Linked DNA regions of Danio rerio: region 2 is linked to region 1. Evidence: chromatin contacts called from public HiCAR-type data. All regions are on one chromosome and are shown on one strand. Each heading gives the region's core, a stretch centred on a gene start, on an enhancer-like site or on the middle of the called end of the contact. The rest is flanking DNA. Distances are from core to core; before and after follow the strand shown. Region 1 holds the start of gtse1 (G-2 and S-phase expressed 1). Region 2 holds the start of zgc:101783.

The links. HiCAR-type assays count read pairs that join an accessible place to other places.
Region 2: a contact with region 1 is called in a HiCAR-type map of caudal fin, with 6 times the contacts expected there. The contact joins the promoter of zgc:101783 here to the promoter of gtse1 in region 1. A contact is called at or near these places in 5 of 18 Hi-C or Micro-C datasets (caudal fin, embryo, hematopoietic stem cells and 1 more) and 1 of 4 datasets of contacts at active chromatin or transcription factors (caudal fin).

The regions. Positions count from the first base shown.
Region 1 is chr25:20,851,552-20,854,271 of GRCz12tu, forward strand. It overlaps gtse1 (G-2 and S-phase expressed 1), which reads right to left and starts at 1,311. Exons shown (of 12, transcript NM_001020625.1): 1 at 1,214-1,311; 2 at 892-946; 3 at 565-622; 4 at 1-143. The coding sequence starts at 913. It overlaps atp2b1b (ATPase plasma membrane Ca2+ transporting 1b), which reads right to left. Exons shown (of 20, transcript NM_001135631.1): 20 at 2,336-2,720.
Region 2 is chr25:20,984,081-20,987,178 of GRCz12tu, forward strand. It overlaps zgc:101783, which reads left to right and starts at 1,610. Exons shown (of 9, transcript NM_001004622.1): 1 at 1,610-1,833. The coding sequence starts at 1,815. LOC141380956 (a long non-coding RNA gene) reads right to left here and starts at 2,632. Exons shown (of 2, transcript XR_012400389.1): 1 at 1,162-2,632.

The sequences.
Region 1 (2,720 bases), core at 61-2,560:
TCCAGCTGGGCTCTTCTCCCAGAGATGGACCACTGCTTATATTGTCCTTCACGTGAGTCTCGACACCATGAGAGATGCATTTCTCTTTATGACTGACTGGACCCACGAAGACCTCATCTTCAACTTCATAATCTCCTTTAGAGCTACGAGAGAGCATTTCATGTGTTAAAAAGGGAAACCACAGTACAGTTCATATTTTGTAGCACTTATCAAAGAAGAGGTTCTCAACTAGAGGCATCGGTAGATTTACAAGACAAGTACTTTTAAATAAATTGCACTAAAATGAGCATCAACACATGCTAAAACACTTCATTTCATGTTTTGGCAGAAATCGCATGTTAATATTTAGTTTTTATATTTCCCATGTTTTTGTCAGGTAAAAACTGAGCAAAATTATTCTCTCACAAACAAACACAAATAAATTTTTTTTTTCATTTTTCTTTTTAATAATTTAGCTTTTTATTTGAGTCTCAATAATGCTAATTTATCTTTTAAGATATTGATTAACAAAACATTTTAACTTTAGACAACATTGATTTTACATACTTAACAATGAAAACAAACCTTCCAGGTGACAAGGAAACGTCAAAGTCAAATTTCTCCTCAGCCAGTGAAACAAAATCTGCAAGTAAAAGTGACAATAATAAACGGCAAAGCAAATTAAAAAATAAAATATACATAATTTACCAAATTATTTTCGGTGTTGCTGTCATACTACACTAACACAAAACGTACACTGTGGTATACCGTGTTGTTTTAGACATGTACCATGGTACTTTTTCTGACAAGTACCAGGATAATAACATCAGATTTATCGCTGTACCACGAAACAATTACTTTTTTGTAAGTATAGTTTAGACAGATTTTGATTAGAAAACCCATAAACGTTACCACTGTGAGAAAGTGATGCCATCTTCAGCCAGGAAAACAAATGGAGGCCAAAGTCCTGCTAACAGTAGCACAATGTTATGTAGTTCCCCATTTGATTACGACACGTTTCAGTCATAGGCAAATACATTTCAAACCAAATACACAATAAAATACTGGTTATAAAACTTTCGATAGTTATTTATGCGAGCATTTTGTATGTGACAAAAAATAACGTTACATAAATAAGACACAACTCATGCAGCTTCAGCGGTTGAACTAATTACCGACAGAAATTTAAGCTTAAAACATATAGTAGATGTTTAATAAGGACAATAATACTTACGTTTTGTCCAAAGCTTTGTTTAGAGTTTAATTTATTAGCAGCAGTGTTGTCTATTCACAGGCACTAGCGATCTGTTTCCACATTTCAAATTTCGAGGTCTGGTTTCGAAAATCACGTGACTTGATTGCTGCAACGGGATTGGCGAAGCAGATTTCCGGAAAGCAGAGCCGTCATGTCGACGTTGCGCAGCACAAAATCAATGATGCATTGTTACAGATAATATTTAATAGAATGTATGATTTTTTTGAATATAACAAAATATACAGTATCAAATAATCCTTGAAAACATATTGAATTACTTCGAAATTAGTTTTATAAAGCAAGGACATTTCTAATTATTTTAATTTAATATCTTTTTTATTATTAAATACAAGAATAATAACATTACTGGACAGAAGAAAAATTCAATAACAAAAAATTAAGAGGAGAAAAAAAAAACTCTAAGTATTAAGTATTATAAAAATCTAAGTATTGCCTTTAAGAACTTATTTTGTGTATAAAAATGTACAGTGTAAAAAAAAATTAACAAAAAAAATTATCAGAGAAATACAGACTATATATGTGGTCTAAATCATATTTAAATATGGACGATAAATAAAAAATAATGTTATTCCAAAAACGTTTAATGTGTGTGCAACTATAGAATAAGTGAAATAAAATCTCTTCATGTATATTGCAAAAAGTACACAAATTAGATATATCAAAATAATAAGCAATTTAGGAATTTTTAGGAAATACATTATGCAAAATCTTAATATGTATCTCTCCTATTTTGTTAATCATGCTGATTTTTTTCAGGTAATAACCATGCTCTCTTCCATGGAATGCCGGAACGACTTATAACACAATTGAAGGATTTGGCTGGCAGTAAGAAATTACACAATGTCATCAATTCTACATAATCCTGAATATTGCCATAATTTTTAAATAAGTCCACCACAAAAACAAATCCTCTTTCAGACTACCTATCAATAAAAAGACATTTCTCACAAATTAAGACATTAGAGTTGTTCCAAAGCATTTCTTTGTGTGGGGAATTCTACTGTAATAATGTTAATGTCAAGATGGAGCATGTTTTGTGCAACCAAGATGCGAAATAAAAACAATGATTAAGTTTATCTAAATATGAATATTTTATTGTCAAAACCCATACACATACTTAAAGACTTCCGAATGTAAATTAAACCACAAAGACCATTTACATTTACAAAATTATATTCCATAAACAGATGGAAAAATATTCTTTCCCAAAACGGGAATGAAACTAACAATGAAATTACAATTATCCCACAAATTCCTGTCTAAAGTTCTTTCCTATTTACCTTTACTAATATTACATGTTTAATGTTCCATTTCAAATCCTATGCCACATCCTGTTGAAATCCTGTTGAAGTCTTCATATTACCATCATCACAACAATTCATAAAGAGCGATTTCTTGACCAAAACTGATGTGTTTGAGGAGGTGAGGAGACTTAAATATGATAAAAACACTCTAAACAGAAGAT
Region 2 (3,098 bases), core at 360-2,859, 130 kb after region 1:
GAAGAGCGACTGCAGGAGCTTTGATGACGACACCGATATTACACGATTGGCCGAGTTCACCACATGACAACAAACACGTGTATTTCGGGTTTATAATTGGACAAATTCCGATTCAAAAGTTTCAAAACAAACAATTCACTTTTCACACCCTCTCTATCCTGTACACATCTTGCTTATTAAAAAACTACATATATTTTACTGCAGTATCATCTTTTGTTAAATAATCTGGTTATAAAGGTTAGCTTGTTTGCACAGGTTTATTTTTTTACTTTTTTATACAGACTATTTACTGCATTCATCTCCACGAACGATTTAAATGATATATTTTAGTGTATATTTTAGTGAATAACCTAAATATGAACTCAAATAAGTCTTACAGACTTGAAATAAGAAAATCATCATCATTGATCCTGCCACCCTAAAGCTCTCTTAACAAATTAAAGTAAAGAACTATTTTATTAAATAATTATAAAATGGTTTTATTATTATAATATAAATATATATTTTATTTCCTGTCTAGCAGTTTAAAGGCTACCTGCTCTTTCTGGGAAACTTCTACATAGCTCACTTATTTTACCTTTTGTTCTTTTCAACACAATCTTTTTGGATTAAAATGCTTTTTTGAAAATTCATTCATTATCCAAAATAATCTCATTTATTAAGACCTAATCAAAACACCTTGTTTTGCTTTTTACATGGGAAATTTTTATATCTATAAATGTACATATATGTAAACCCTTTTTAGCAGATTCAAACAAGAAGTATTAGCCTAAAGATTGATGTTTAACTCCTATAATTTATGCTTATTGCTTTGTATTTAATAGACCTGTTCGTTTTTATGTTTATATTAACCTCTCATTTCCTCTTATTTCTCTCATGCATTTGTTATATATTTTATTCATAATTCTCTCTTATTGTTTAAAAAGGAACTACAGTTTGAATAGCCTGTATTCTGTTTTATTTGTAAATGTTTTGTTGTTATAAATAAAAATAACAAAAAAATATGATGACGCCATGTGATCGGTCATCATGACTGCAGCAACTTTGAGTCCCGAAGTGTCCAGCTGTCCGTCTTGACGGCTCCGTTTTCAACTCCGCCCCGCCTGCGCTCGGCTAATCTCGTTGATCACCGGCTGCAGCTGAGCTTCATGTCGAACGCACCTATTGATATGTGGTTTTTGGCCCATTCATACGAAAAAGTGTGGCCACTGGGCCCACGTGTTGTAAACACACGTGTTCCTTCCTGTAGTCGGCAGCGCCATCTAGTGGTTTTGCTGCCTAATTGCTGAACGACAAACGCAGTAAAGCGCCCTGCAGCCAGAAACTCAAATATACAAGACTACAAGCAAACGGAAATAACCTTTTGTTAACTTTCATTGTACCGCTAATTCGTTTTATGCACAGCTAAAGTTTAGAAAAAGCAACATGGACATCCGAAGGGATCTTCAAAATGAGTAAGAATCAGGATACTGATAACTTTTTATACCATTCCTGAAGTCTAATCTCGCCTGTTTCATTCAAAGGAAGTTGTCAAACTAGAATCCTAAAAAACGAGTTGATCGAGTTTGGGAAAAAAATGGGTCGAATACTTCTGTAGTATCTTTGCACTGTCATAAGTCTGTCTTCTTGTGCTTTTAGAGAGTCTAAAGCCTACAAGTTTATTCAGCAGTTCAGCTGGCAAGGACAACACAGCCGAACTATTTAAAGAAGTGGTCTAATGGTAAAATACCCGTGTGATGTGGTGAAAAACTGGCATTTCTACATCTTCGCTTACTGTAAAGTGGATGAACATCATCTGTGAGAAGAGTTGAATCATGATTTACGTTCGAAGAGGTTGGTTTCGTTTGTCTTTGTTTTTTTTCTCTCTCTCTCTCTCTCTCCCTTTATTTCATGTTTACGTTGACATTTTTACTTCTAGTTGGTCCCCTTGTGCTACACACGAGACAGAGAAACAGAAGTAAGTTGTTTTTGAAGACATACTAGATGTCTTGTTCAGAACAGCAGTGCATTGTGTACATTCCTGGTTATATTGCTTTCATTCACAATAGCTACAGCACAAAGCAAATTGCAAAGTGAATGTAGATGCAATTTATTTTTTTGCATAGATGGCTATTTCTGAAAGCAATGTTTGAATTATGTCTTTATTAAGTATTTTAAATAGACAGTCATTCTAAATAAACTTTAAAACAATTTGTAAATGAACATCATTTAAATGTAGTGAATTAGCTTTGTGTTGCTGCTGATAAAGCATGTCATGTTTGCTTAAAGTGGTCAAACTGGTTTTGTGACGAGCCAACTGCTGTTTTGTTTTTGTTCCAAGGTGGTCTAGGTCTTGTAATCTCTGTTTAAACAAGCCAACTCTTAATGATCACAATTGACTTGCATAGTCATCATCAGCATAGGACAAAAAAAAATGGATAGCATTAAAGATATCCCATTTGCAGCAGGCTATGCTGAATGAATTACTTAGAAAAGTAGATTGTTACAGATTACTTTGTAAAAATGTTTATTCTAGTTGATGTTTTTTGACTTTAGGTAGCTTTTTGTTTAATGTTTTATCTTTCTCACTAATTAATATACCATATTGATATAGCAGAAACCAGAAAGAAAGAAAATCAACATCAAAATGCATTAAATATTACATTACATTATAATATAATTTCCCAAACTTCTGTGAATAACTAATAATGAGAAATAATAATAATTTATAATATCTTAATACATGTCAGTGTAAACATTACAGAACTGTGAACATGCAACTGTTATTACATTATATATAAAATAGTATTATTATTATTGTTATTATTATTAATAATTCATTCATTTTCTTTAGGGCTTAGTCCCTTTATTAAACTGAGGCCGCCACAGCAGAATGAATCGCCAACTTATCCAACCCATCAATGGGAAACATCCATACACAATCATTTGTACACATACACTATGGACAATTTAGCCTACGCAATTCACCTGTACCACATGTTTTTGGGCTTGTGGGGTAAACCGGATCATCCAGAGTATTATTATTATTATTATTATTATTGTTTACTTTCTTATATGAATCATTTTATTCATAGGTGGTTGGCTCACAGAAATAACTA